2 separate regions of the Mus musculus genome follow, and region 2 is linked to region 1. Evidence: chromatin contacts called from public HiChIP or PLAC-seq data. All regions are on one chromosome and are shown on one strand. Each heading gives the region's core, a stretch centred on a gene start, on an enhancer-like site or on the middle of the called end of the contact. The rest is flanking DNA. Distances are from core to core; before and after follow the strand shown.

Region 1 (6,523 bases), core at 75-2,574:
ATCAATTTGCTTGATGTGTATTTTCTTTAACTTTGTAAAAGTTAGCAATTAATTGGGGGGATGTTTCTTTCCTTTTGTTGGAAACTTTGCTTTTTTGCCTAGTTGCTTGTATGTTTGTTTGTTTTCACCAAGATTGCATGTAACCCATTCTTGCTTCAAACTCTCTATGTATCTAAGGATGACAGCAAAATCCAAGTCCTTCTGACTCAACCTTACAGGTGCTAGGATTCCAAATGCGTACAAATGTGACTAACAGGGAATGCATTTCAAAGTATTTCTTTAGCAGAAAGAACCTAGATATATTATTATGTCAGACGAAAAGTTAAAATTTATAAACTGTGTGTTGTCCTAGAACAACAAGTAACACTGGATTTCAAAGATCCTTGACATAGATCATCCTTTCCTATACCTGTATCTAACTGATAATTCAGCCTTGCATGACCCATGATGAGTTTTACCCATCCTTGTACATGCTAATAAACATTCATTTGACTTTGGTATGTTAACTAGGAGAAAAGCCTGCATTGACCTTTCTCTTATATGGATCTCAGACCAGTGGAGGGCATCCCTTCTTAGAGCACTTTAGTTGAGGATTCTCAGTCACCTTTACTCTGGAATACAGCAAGCTGTTACACATTTTTCTTAGTGTCTAAGTAGTCTCTCTCACTTCACAGTTGCCTTCATTGTCAATCAAATGTAAAGCTATTACTCTACTCCAATGAATGAAATTTTGAGAAAATAATGATTTCCTTCATTTATTCTCATTAAGAGGCATCTTTCTAAATACTCTCAAGACAAAGGATTGACTGAAAAATAAATGTGGCCCCATCATTTCCAAATGATTTGCCCAGCTGAAAGCAATATCTCCCAAATAGATGAAGAGCTGATGTGTGGCACTTTCAAGCACTCTGTAAGAGAGGTTTATTTCCCTAATTATATAAGAATCCCTTCACTATCTAAACCAGCCAAGTTTTTTGGTGAGTAGAAGTTACTAAAGATCCTGCATTTGGCTACTTTAAGAAAAATAACCTAAAAGGTCAGTGGTTTCTCTCATATAATGATTATAATCTGGCTTATGAAACAGACATGGAGAATTTCTAATGCTTTTGAAATAGCATTTTGTACCAAGCTCTGCACAAACAGATTCTGGCTAAGAGGTCCAGGCCAAACTTTTTTCTTACCTATTCTGAAAAATGCAAGAAATAGTCATCTAAAAGGAGCCATTGAAATGAGATTTCTAGAATAAGCATGGTTTCACTGTTCCAAAGTCTGCTCCTGGAAGGCTTATCTCAGACAAAGCGCCAGCATTCTGGCATTCTGCACTCCCTGCAGCTGGCAGAGTGCCTCAGAGCACAAGGCAGTTTCCTTCCTGGGAAGCACCTTCAGTATTCACAGATTTATGCTGGATTTCAAAAGGAGGTATTCTCTGAGAAGAGAAGCAAGATGCCTGAAGAATTCCCTTTGTGCTTATTTACTGACATCTCTTGTTTATCTTCTCTTTGGGATTTTAGGAAAACCCCGTGGCTCTCTTGTTTGCTTACCTTTGATGCTATGAAAGTTAGTGAGTGGTGATTTTGAAAGTAAAGATCGAATAGACATACAAAGAAGAACACTGATTTAAGTAAGACCTTTCTTAAAACTTGAAAAAAATGACTAACCAAGTTAAAGTTTAAAGAGACATATGTAAAAGTATCTTGTAGTTCTGACTCTCCAAACACAAATGTCTCATCAGCTGAAAAAACAACAATAACAACAACAACAAAAACTTGTTGCTCCAGGGCAGGATTTATCAGTGGCTCTTGTAAATCTCACCATCCTACAGAATATTCACATATGGTAACTTTTGTCTTCACACTAAGAACTCAGAGACTCTACAGGCTCACAGGGACCAACAACAGATCCATCTGTACTGACAGTATTTAGCAATGTGACACTTAGGAGTAAAATGTAAAACTAAGATTTGATATGGACTTTGCTTGTTCATATGTCCATCTTATACGTCATGAAAGTAATTGTCAGATGAAAAATTCTGAGACATGCATGACAACTGATTGCAGGGAAAAATAAAGACAATAAAGGTTCACATAAGTACTGTGTGCAGATCTCTGCAAACATAAGATTGTAGGTTTTGAAAAGTATGCAGAAAACATCATTTTCCTCCAAACATAATCTCCAATGCAACAGCATTAAGATTCAGACCATTGCCAAGTTTAGTAAAGTAGTCCTGTAAGGCTAGCTACAGAGGAAGGTGAGGCAGGATGATCTCATGGTCAAGTTCAGCCTGGTCTACAGAAAGAATTCAAAGCTAGCTCAAGCAACATAAATACAAACTAAGAAATAAAAGCCCAGTTGACATAGACTGAAAACTGAAGAAGTAACAATGGAGCTCCTACATTTCATACAAAATAAGTAAGTAAGTAACCAAACAAATGATAAATAAGTGAAAGATTAGTGTCCATAACCTCTTTAAATGGGTCTTCTGGGAAGAGTCTATGCCACTGTGCCCTCTGCCACGGGAAAGCCCATATACATTTTGAGGTCCAAAGTACACAACCAAAACCTCCAAAGATATAGGAGATGTTGGTGCCTTCACTGTTAACTTGAAGCCTCCAAATCTGAACAGCCACTTTCTCTTCATTATTATTATTATTATTCCTTTGCAACATTTTCTTGTAGTATCACAATACAAAAAATAATTTTCAAGTAAGTAATAAAAAGAAACATGCCTACTGCTAATCTTGCTTGGCATTGTGACAATCCCAAGAAGACAGAACCTAGTGAAGGGTTGCTTTCATCAAATTGAACAATAGCCTTTGTATGAGGATATTTGGTTTACAGGTAATTGATGTAGGACGATCTATCCCAGTATGGGAAGTATCATCACTAGGTAAATTGGCCTTGGCTCTCCAGGAAAGGCAGCTGATATTCAACTTGTTAGTAAGCTAGTAAACAGAGCTCCTCCATGGTCTATGTTTCACGTGATGATTGAACGCATGCCCTTTGATTCCTCATGGAGGGACCACCTTGACCTATAAGCTGAAATAAATCCTGTTTTCAAGGTGTTTCACTTGATCATGATACTCATTACAGAAACAGAAAATTAAAAAGAGAACTAACATTTTAATTATTTTCTTTTAGGAGAAATTGTGGGTGGCTATCAAGAAAGATGTTAAAAGTCAAAGAAAATATCTTTCTACACTTATTTTTTTTTTTTTTTGGTTTTTTGAGACAGGGTTTCTCTGTGTAGCCCGGGGTGTCCTGGAACTCACTCTGTAGATCAGGCTGGCTTCAAACTCAGAAATCCACCTGCCACTGCCTCCCATGTGCTGGGATTAAAGGCGTGTGCCATCACGCCCAGCTACACTTTTGAGAATATAAAATTATCTAAAGCTGGTTGCCTGTTATGCAGGATGCATTAAGATCATACACAAACCAGGAATCTGAGGATATAAGCAGGGATGTCTATAGATATAGTCCTTTTCAGGTGTCAACTAACTCTGCCTATCTATACTCTTGGAATATGGACTTTGCTAACTTATTTTTTTAACACAGATTCATTCTACAGATTAAAGAAAAGATAAAATTAAATTGGGTGTTAATTAGGCTGCACTAACTAGAATTAGGAAAAGATATACAAATAAATTACTAAGATTGCAATTCAACATAGACCCTTGAGTCAGGGAAGCTGTAGGGGAGCTGAGTGTATCCTCAGAAGATAAGTATGTGTTTCACAATGGATGAAAACTGGAATAAAGTTAATTAAAATGAATTCTGAAGTATAGAATACATTGCTTCTTTACTTCATTCTTCTTGTGCAGCTTGAACTTACAAAATAAATTAATAACAAGGTATGATAGTTTGAAGATTAGTTCATGTATTTAAATGTTTGACCATAATGAATGACACTATTACAACTATTGTCTTTTTGGAGGTGGTGTGGTCTTGTTGGGGAAAATATGTTACTGTGTAATCAGGTTTTGAGATCTCCTATGCTCAGGCTCTATCCATTGTATGTTTAGAACCTCCTCATGGTGCCTGAAAAAGGCAATCTCCTTCTGACTGCATCCAGATCAAAGTGTAGAAGAACTCTTGGCTCCTCCAGCACAATTTCTTCCTAGATGCCACCATGGATCCCACCATGATAATAATGGATTAAACCTCTGAAATTGTAAGTGTGCCTCAATTAAACGTAGTGCTTTTGCTTATGATGGACATTCACAGCAACAAAACCCAAACTAATATATACGGTAAATGTACCAAACTTTATTTCCAGTCTCAGTTTTTTAAAGATAAAGACAGTAACAATGCCTAATGATATATTGACTAACATTAAATTAATTCAGAATGATTGATTTCAGAACATATAATTAGTATTAAAAAACATTTTCTCATAGAAAGTCTCAAAGGAGAAGGTTAAAGGGAGTTGCTATAACAGTGAAAAATATATATGTTTATATATATATTCTTAGCCAATGTATACAACAGTTAATTATAATAACACAAAGAAATAAAAGATATTTTAGAAAAACTCATGAAAATATCAAAAACGGAAAAGTTAAATATATATGTGTACATATACATACACAGTATAAAATTTTAATCAATATTAAATATGTGGCTGGAATAATCAATAGCAGATAAGATATAAAAGGCAACTACTTTACTCAATATGGAGAAAATACACAAATATGAATACACTATCCATAAGATTGTTTTGAATTATCAACTGAATTATGTGAATAAATTCCATATATGACATGAAAGTGGTAATATCAAAATACCTATGGGAGAATTCACATTCAGAGAAAGACAAACAAAAATGTATAGAAACAAACAGAAAAAAAGATGTACACATAAAATAGATGACATCAAAAATGCCTCAAAGCAATAGATGGGTATTTCAAAAGTAGAGGTTGTAGTAAATGTGATCTATAATATTTAAATATGTGGATACACTAGGAAATGGACAAACATACTAAAACCTAGACAAATGTTCATGTCTGGGGGACAAGTCTGGGTATAGGCTGAAAGGGGAAATTTACTACTGATGCTTTGATAAACAATCATATTTCAAACTGCCCTTTAAATACTTGTGCTCTTACTCATGGATTCTCAAAGGAATTGTCTGTCTTTATAACAGAAGCCTTTCATTGCAGGTGGCAGTTGTTAATGCACAACCTACAACTGGCCAAAGTGCCTACAATAGAAGATAGAGGTCAGGAAGAAATTTTGAGCAATACAGTACAATACAAGTGAAGTTGGAGCACAAAAATAAAAAAAAAAAAAAGAGACCACTTAGTTTCTACCTTGTATGGCTTAGGGGACAGCAAAGAGAAAGAAGAAAGAATGTAAGACAATGGTGACAACCATGGGGGGGGGCAGAACAAATAGAAAATATCAATCTCTGCTGTGCTTATCAACATAGGACCTGTATGTGGTATCACCAGTTATCATCCCAGTGAATTGAGAACAGATTACTCTTGGGGACTATTGGCAATTAATGCTTGCTAGGAAGAAAGCATTTCACTTTTTTCAGTGGTAGGGCTAGTTAATAATCTCACATATGTCCATGCAATGTACCATCAAACCTAAACAGAAAGACATGACAGTAGGAAGAAAAGGGAGAATGGAAGTTTAAATAGCCAGTATCATTATGTATTTCATGAAGCTGTCAATGAAACAAATGCAGTGCTTATTAAATTAATTCAAATCTCGCTGTACATGTTGAATTTCCTTTGAAATTTCAAAACAAGTTTCTAAACTTCTATGTACCCACGTGACATTTTAAATGTTTTAGTGGTAACAAAACAAAACATACATGAGTATGAAAAGTTTAAAATGTGACTGAAAACGTAGGACCTAAGGAACATAAGAAGTTTAGCCTCAGACTCCCCCTGAGATGGTCAAAGTCCTCTCTGTGTACTCAGTTAGGCAAAGCCAGACTGGACTTGCCAAGGCCGAGTGTCAAAAAATATTTTAAAATACCTTCAAAATCAGTAGGAACAGAAAATGAAATTTTCAAACAAAAATTAGGGTGCATAAAAGGAATAAAATATTTGATCCCAAACAGAAAAGCATCCAATTAAGAAAAAGAAGTTGAGCCTGGTGTGGTGGCACATGCCTAATTTAATCCCAGCACTCAGGAGGCAGAGGCAGGTGGATTTCTGAGTTGGAGGCCAGTCTGGTCTACAAAGTGAGTTCCAGGACAGCCAGGGCTATACAGAGAAACCCTGTCTTGAAAAACAAAACAAAACACACACACACACACACAAAAAAAACAAAAAACAAAACAAAAACAAAACAAAACAAAACAACAACAACAACAACAACAACAACAACAACAAAAAACCCAAAAAATAGAAAAAAGAAAAAGAAGTTTACTATGGAGATCAAACTTTTTCTCTTTAATCTTCCTATCTTTTAATATTATAAACTGTGTTTAAATATTGGACAAGAAAAGAAAAATGTTAATTCTAATTAGATACATAAGAAATATACATACTACATATGTATAGATGGAGTA
Region 2 (6,456 bases), core at 2,162-4,661, 1.4 Mb before region 1:
CTTGGGCATCACTAAGTCCTCGGCTCTCCCCAAGAATTCCTAAGGTCTCCGTGGTCCCCTCTGTCCTAGTGACACCCTGGAGAGTTCCTGTCGTCCCCAAGCATTCCCATGGTCGCCGGTTCCCGGTCACTAAGGGTAACCGAGGTTCTGGCGGCTTCCTCTATCTTAGAGACACTCTGGAGAGTCCCTGTGGTGCCCCGCATCCCTGAAGGCTGTGCTCCCCTTGGATGGCCCGGTGCTAGCGTTAAAGCGCTGCCAGGTCTTGTGCCTCGCAGTTCAGTCTGCCTGGCCTGCGGGTTCGGAGAACCCAGGCGAGGACAAGAGTGAGGATAGAAGTTTTCCGGAAGAATTTCCATATCTCTGCTCTCGCTGCTGACCAGTCCGCAGCTCTCTTCTACAGACTTTCTCATCCTCTAGGTCTCAGGTCCGAGTCCCTTTTGCTTCGTGGGCCTCCGGGTTCCCGCTCTTACCACGACTCTTCTAGCTTCTCTTTAGATTTTCCTTCCTCCTCTTCTTCCATTCTCCCTCCTTTACTCATCTCCTGCTCTACTTTCCTCTCAAGTCCAGGGCCTCTCCTTTATTTTCTGATGTCTACCCCATTGCTACCTCCCCTCCTCTTTCTCCTCCCCCTCCCCACCTCCGCCTTCCTTCCCTCCCTCCCTCCTGCCCGCCTCTCTCACTCCTTCAGAGAGAGAGAGAGAGAGAGAGAGAGAGAGAGAGAGAGAGAGAGAGAAAGAGACAGACAGACAGACAGACAGACAGACAGACTAGAAGAGAATAGAAAGGAGAGGAGGAACATCCCTCTTGATGCTGGGAAAACAGAAGGCTGGTGGAGGGTGGGAGAATGTCCTGAGCTGTATCAGAGACACACTGCCTGTTTGGATAGCTCCATAATACCCGTTACTAAGAGCTGTTTAATTCCAGTCTAAATTGGGAAAGTCTCCCTCAGATCCTGCGACTTCCTAGGTGTTTTTCACTTACTGTCACTAGGACAAATTCAACCTTGCTCACTCTCCCAGCGCAAGGAAGCCCCATGGGCAGTGCCTTGGTCCCTGGCTAATGATTAGATAGACCTGCACAGAACTAACAAAGTGACATGCGGGGGCTCTGTGGGCTTTGAGCTATGGCTACCTGCGAGCCTGCAGCCTCCGTGCCTTGCTCCAGGTCCTCTGGCCCCCGAAGGAACCACCACTGGATCTCCAGGTACACTGAAGCAGAGCCGCTTTGGAAAGCACAGGACATCTCCACATTTTGCCCTTCGGTAGCAGTCACATTTCTCGGCAACTCGGTAAATTTTGCTGCAAGACAAAAATGCACCGTTTTGGTGTATCTACACCAGCTTTGCCAATGTCTCTTTCCTGGAGAACTCAACACAAGTTTTTGTTTGCTTGGCCTTTCTTTTTCGTGGGCCTTGAAAAAAGAAAAGAAAAACAGCAACAACAAGCCCTTAGCACACCCCTGTGGGCCTCCCCATCCCCACTGTTCTGCCTCTGCATGTCTTGCTCTTGGTGTAGTGCCTAAATCACTTTGTTGTTGATCAAGTCCAGATAATGGAAAGGTTAATGAGCTTGCCAATAGCTCTTGTTGCTAGCCAAGATGCCTAGAGTTAGAATCAAACATCTTTTGTCAGATTGCAGCATTCCCTAAAACTTACTGAGAGACCCAGGGAGGTGCAATTTAGACCATCTGTCAAAAATGATCTATGAGGAAGCCTCTAGATTCTTAAGTTTCTCAACAATCTATGACTAACTGGGATGTTTCCTGTTAGAAGTGGGTCATAAGTATATGTCAAAATGCCCATTCTTAATCTCTCAAAACAGTGGTTAGCAATTTTGTTCTGGAGCCCACAGTAGTGAAACAAGTTGCACACTATCTAAGAGGCATATGTTTCATCTCCACAAGTTAACCTTCACATTTGTTCCCTTCAAGCCATTGTAAATTGCAATATGTAAGGAGATATAAAAATCATACATCGCATGTTTAGATCAGATCAAAGATTATTTGAAAGATACCACAGAGACTCCGTCTAGCCCCTTTGCAACTAACCTTGACACTGCCAGCTTGTAAGATTAATAGATCCATGTGAAAGTCACAAAAATAAAATCCCCTCCCTCCCTAGAGGGATCCTCGAACATGGAATTTTTGTTTTTTTGTTAAGAAGGCGATTGTTCTTAGCTTATCCAAGGGGTACTTTGCAAAGACCTGATGTCTGTCTAGAAGGAGCCTTTTATTTGTGGGGGAGAGAAGAGGACAAGCACAGGCACACATATGAAAGGAGGGTGACTGAAAGGCTGGCAGGAATGATTACAGCCACTTTCTCCTCTTTTCTTAAAGATAGTGAATCTGGGTGTCTCTTTTCACTGTTTTATGAAACCCCAAATTGAGCAATAATTAAAGTGAACATTTTATGTTTTATAGAAATGGACACTATTCAAAAGGTACCGTCTGAAAAGGCTTTTCTGCTTACATTAGCTAGTGGACTGGGGCATTTCTGCTTGCAGAAGTGATGCAGTCTTCAGCAGGCAAAAACTGTGATTTGCTCATGGTGTTGAAGCAACCACCGCAGCCTGCAAAGTCCTGAACAACTGGGCCCAGCAGGCTGCTGCCTCTTATGATGCAATTCATAGCTCCTTGTGGGTCCTCTGGTAAACACATGGGGAAGAAGTCACAGGGACCAGAGAAGGGGACTACAGCTTTCTGCCTCCAGAGAGGAGCCCCTTCCAAAGAGCAGCTTTGTATTCCTGAGTGCTTGCCTTCTTCATGCACAGTGAAAATGCACACACACACACACACACACACACACACACACACACACACACACACCTGTGTATGTGCTCACTGAACTCACCCATCATTACCTGGCTTGCATCTACTAGATGTTTCTCGGAAACCTGGCTTGCTTGCAATTAATAAACTTTGGGAGAAAAAGCCCAAATGAACACTATTCATACTATCTAAACCCGCTATTGGCTTGGTTTGAGCCACTCTCCAGCTGTCTGTCCATTCTTCGAGTTGGTTCAGCACACACACGCATCACCACAAACACATCACAAGCAACCGACTTACCTTGAGAAGAAAGCCCTTGTTGTACATATAACACGGAAAAGAACATAAATCCAACAGACGCCAAAAAGATCCCCATCATGCCAAGGGAGTGGGGCACATCCGTGTAGCCCAGAGCCCCAAAACCTAAAAAGACAGATAGGCAAGCGTGTCCGCAGGCTGCTCTCAGAGCCTGGGGCGCGATACTGCACGCATGCTGCCGCTCATAGCAAAGAGTAGCTTGGACACAGGGGATTGCGACTAGTGAGGGATGGACCGAGCTGGCTGCGATCCGGAGGCTTCAAGGCACAGACCCGGGTTGCCACGCCGTGAAGTGTCTCCGCCGCCGGCTGGCTGCTTCCGCTACCTGGCAGTTCGTCCCACGTCAGTCGCTCGGCTTGCGTGCTCGCCGCCCTCCCCACGCCCAGCGAGCCCGCGGCGAGTGGAGCGGGCGCAGGGCGGCGCGGACTGGGCTCGCGCGGCGCCCAACTTTGCCTCTAATGGCTGCAATGATGCCTTTAACTCTCTGAGCGCCGGGACTGCGCACCTGCCGGCCGGGGGTGGGGATGCGGGGCCCTGGCAGATCTCTGCTCTCCAGTCCGCCTTTACTCCCATCAGTCAGCTCGGGTTTAGCTGGATCAGATGGCGTTTTGCAAAGAGAGAAGGACAGGTTTAGGGTCTTGGCGTTTGCTCTGGGGTAGGGGTTAGGGATTTCAGGAGGAAGTTGAGGCATTGTTAAAGACGGAGGAGGAGTGGGGTGGGTTGGGAGTGACTGCTTTGGGGAGATGAAAACAGCCCACGGAGGAAAAAGGCGCTTAACCAGTTATTAACTGCTCCAGCTAAAATGATCTTATGCTATTATTATTTCACCAGAATGTATTGTAAGCAGTTTACAGCCCAGGAGAGGCCATTCATGCAGGCACCAGATCACTCCAGCTGGCGAATGGAAGGCACAAAAAGTACAAAAGTCATGTATTAGAGAATGCTCCAGAAGGAAAAGTCCATAACGCTATGCGTATCATCTTTTTCATGCTTATACCCATTGCCTGCGTTGCCTCCCTCCCACAGTATTCTGGGTGGAGGAGGGGTTTTGCAAATCATTAAGGTCCTCTTTACAAGATTTATTTTTGTTTTGTTCAGTTCCTTTTGCATAACATTAATTACATAATAGTCTTTAGGATTATGTGAATAGACAATATTTTAGCAGGCTCTCTCTCTCTCTCTCTCTCTCTCTCACACACACACACACACACACACAGACACACACACACACACACACACACACACACACACACACACACACACACACACAACCCTCCAGTAAGTTTCAGGACTTGGAATAAGCCTAGTCATTTGCTTTGGAAAAGCTTGAGTTGTATACTGTATTCTTAAAATTAAGAATCTTAAAACAACAAATACACTCAGAAACTCCTATCAGTTCTTGCCCAACTCAACCCTGGGTCAATGAACTTGCATTTTAAATTTTATTTTTATCCAAAATCACCGAATAATTTAAATTATTTTCATTATAGTTTCCTATGTAGATAGACATATAGTCTTCCTTAGTAATTGGAAATATGCATTAATCTTAATAATGCTACCAGAAACCAGTGAAGTTTATATATTTCCATTTTATAAGTTTTGAGTTTGTGCTTGGCTGATGGCTTTCCTGTCACACAAAAACTTAACCCTACCATGGCCATAGTATTTTAAAGCACTTGTCTGCTACAGTTGAATGCATCAGGAACTTAAAATATCAAAAAATAAAAATAAAAATAAAAAATGAAGGTACATGAACTTCATGGCAAAACATTTTATTTTGTGAAAATATAGTTACTCCCATTACTGATAGGCATGGGGAATATTTCACATCTGTTATGTTTAAGCTAGACATATTCTCCATCTTCCTTGCAACCAATGCAGAAAAAGGATTTTGAAGTCTGTCATAATTTTTTTTTTTAAAAAGTCTTTCTTCTGTTCTACCATTTTGTCTTGGAGAAGCTGTTCAGTGCATAGAAACACAATGCAGGGAAACACTCCACAGCAACCAATACTTCAAAAACCAAACAACATATTGCACGCATTCAATGCTCATCTGGCAGGTCATCTTGTCATTTAAATGTTAGGCCTAACTTGACATGTGGGAAGAGATTACAGGGTTTTAGCTTTCTTTGCAGCATTCAGCATAAACACTAGCTTAACGTGTCTTGAGAACGACCTGACTTCATGATTATCTGCTGTCCAAATAGTTTCCAGTCCAGAGGAAGAGCTCCACCAACAACAAGGGGTCTGTGTGAGTCCGCTTAGCAAGGCAGATGGCAGTAGACGGGCAAACTGAGTCCTGGAGCAGGATAAGTTCAATGGGACAAGTTTGAAAGTGCAAAGAAGAAAGAAAAGAGCGATTATTAGACACACCATCCAAATTCATAAACAGGAAGTGATAGCATCCAGATAGAGGGAAGGAGGGAAAGGAGGAATGGGCAAGAGCAGAAGGAAAGAAAAACCTACTTCTTCTTTTTTTTTTTTTTTTGTTTTTTTTTTAAACCTCTGTAATTATTAGTTTATTAGTATCATCCAGGACTCATGTTCAGTATTCCTCCTCAAATTACATTAACAACGCAAATGTAAAGAACCCAAGTCAAAATTATATAACAGCACTCCATCACAAAAGCGCGTGAAATTACAAGAACGCTATTTAAAACACTGGCACTTTAAGAGAACGATAATCTCAAAAAAAATCCACAAAATTGCCAAATTGTTCCCTAAACTAAGCAGATTAAACATGATTAATGAATGAGTTTGGGTTTTATAAAGAAAAAGCAAATGTATTGGACAAATGGTACATACTAATATGCAAAGTTTATCCTCTTGTATCTGATTCATAAAGGGACAAACCACAGTATAGGAAAATATACCCTTCATTTTAAATGTGGCATAATTTTAAAAGCTGGCTCAAGTAATTAAAAATACCTTTAAACAGTCAAGTTTCCTGAGCAATCCATATCTAGATAGAAGGGCAAAGGCGTTACAGCCAGCGTTCTTGTGATACCCTGTGTAATGACAGTTATATTTTGCAGTTTCCCCTACTAAAGAAGACCTGAGAATGTATCCCCAAAAATGTGAGCTTAAAATACAAGACTGCTGTACTATTTGTTGACCTTAGTCCCAGCGAAAACCTACTTCTTAAATAAGATAAACAATGTTGGCGAACACCTTCATTCAGTATGAAACCTTTACCTTACTGAAGGCAAAGTATATGTTAACAATTAAAAACTAGACGTTTTCTGAAACAGTCCCTGTAGTATGCTGCGATTTCCAAGATTGGTGGTGAAGTGATTGTAAAGGCCAGCTTTCTGCATCAAGATGTGCAACACACATTTCCTTCCCGTTCTTTCTCCCAAAAGATGGGTAATG

Evidence for each region. HiChIP or PLAC-seq counts read pairs in DNA pulled down with a chosen protein or histone mark.
Region 2: an H3K27ac HiChIP or PLAC-seq map of SST interneurons shows a contact between it and region 1, with 8 times the contacts expected there. The contact joins the promoter of Vstm2a here to the enhancer-like site in region 1. A contact is called at or near these places in 2 of 39 promoter capture datasets (hippocampal neurons and second pharyngeal arch cranial neural crest), 3 of 115 datasets of contacts at active chromatin or transcription factors (SST interneurons, VIP interneurons and astrocytes) and 1 of 9 other capture datasets (adipose tissue).

The regions. Positions count from the first base shown.
Region 1 is chr11:14,813,937-14,820,459 of GRCm38.p6, reverse strand. No RefSeq gene overlaps it. Among named protein-coding and RNA genes, the nearest start is that of Pom121l12, 220 kb to the right of the region's middle. Within about 2 kb of position 1,324, at least 4 of the 459 cell types and tissues checked have an H3K27ac peak or open chromatin away from gene starts, as enhancers often do. A contact at or near this core is called in SST interneurons, where this site is marked.
Region 2 is chr11:16,254,697-16,261,152 of GRCm38.p6, reverse strand. Vstm2a (V-set and transmembrane domain containing 2A) reads right to left here and starts at 3,411. Exons shown (of 5, transcript NM_001290539.2): 1 at 3,067-3,411; 2 at 1,132-1,298. The coding sequence starts at 3,145.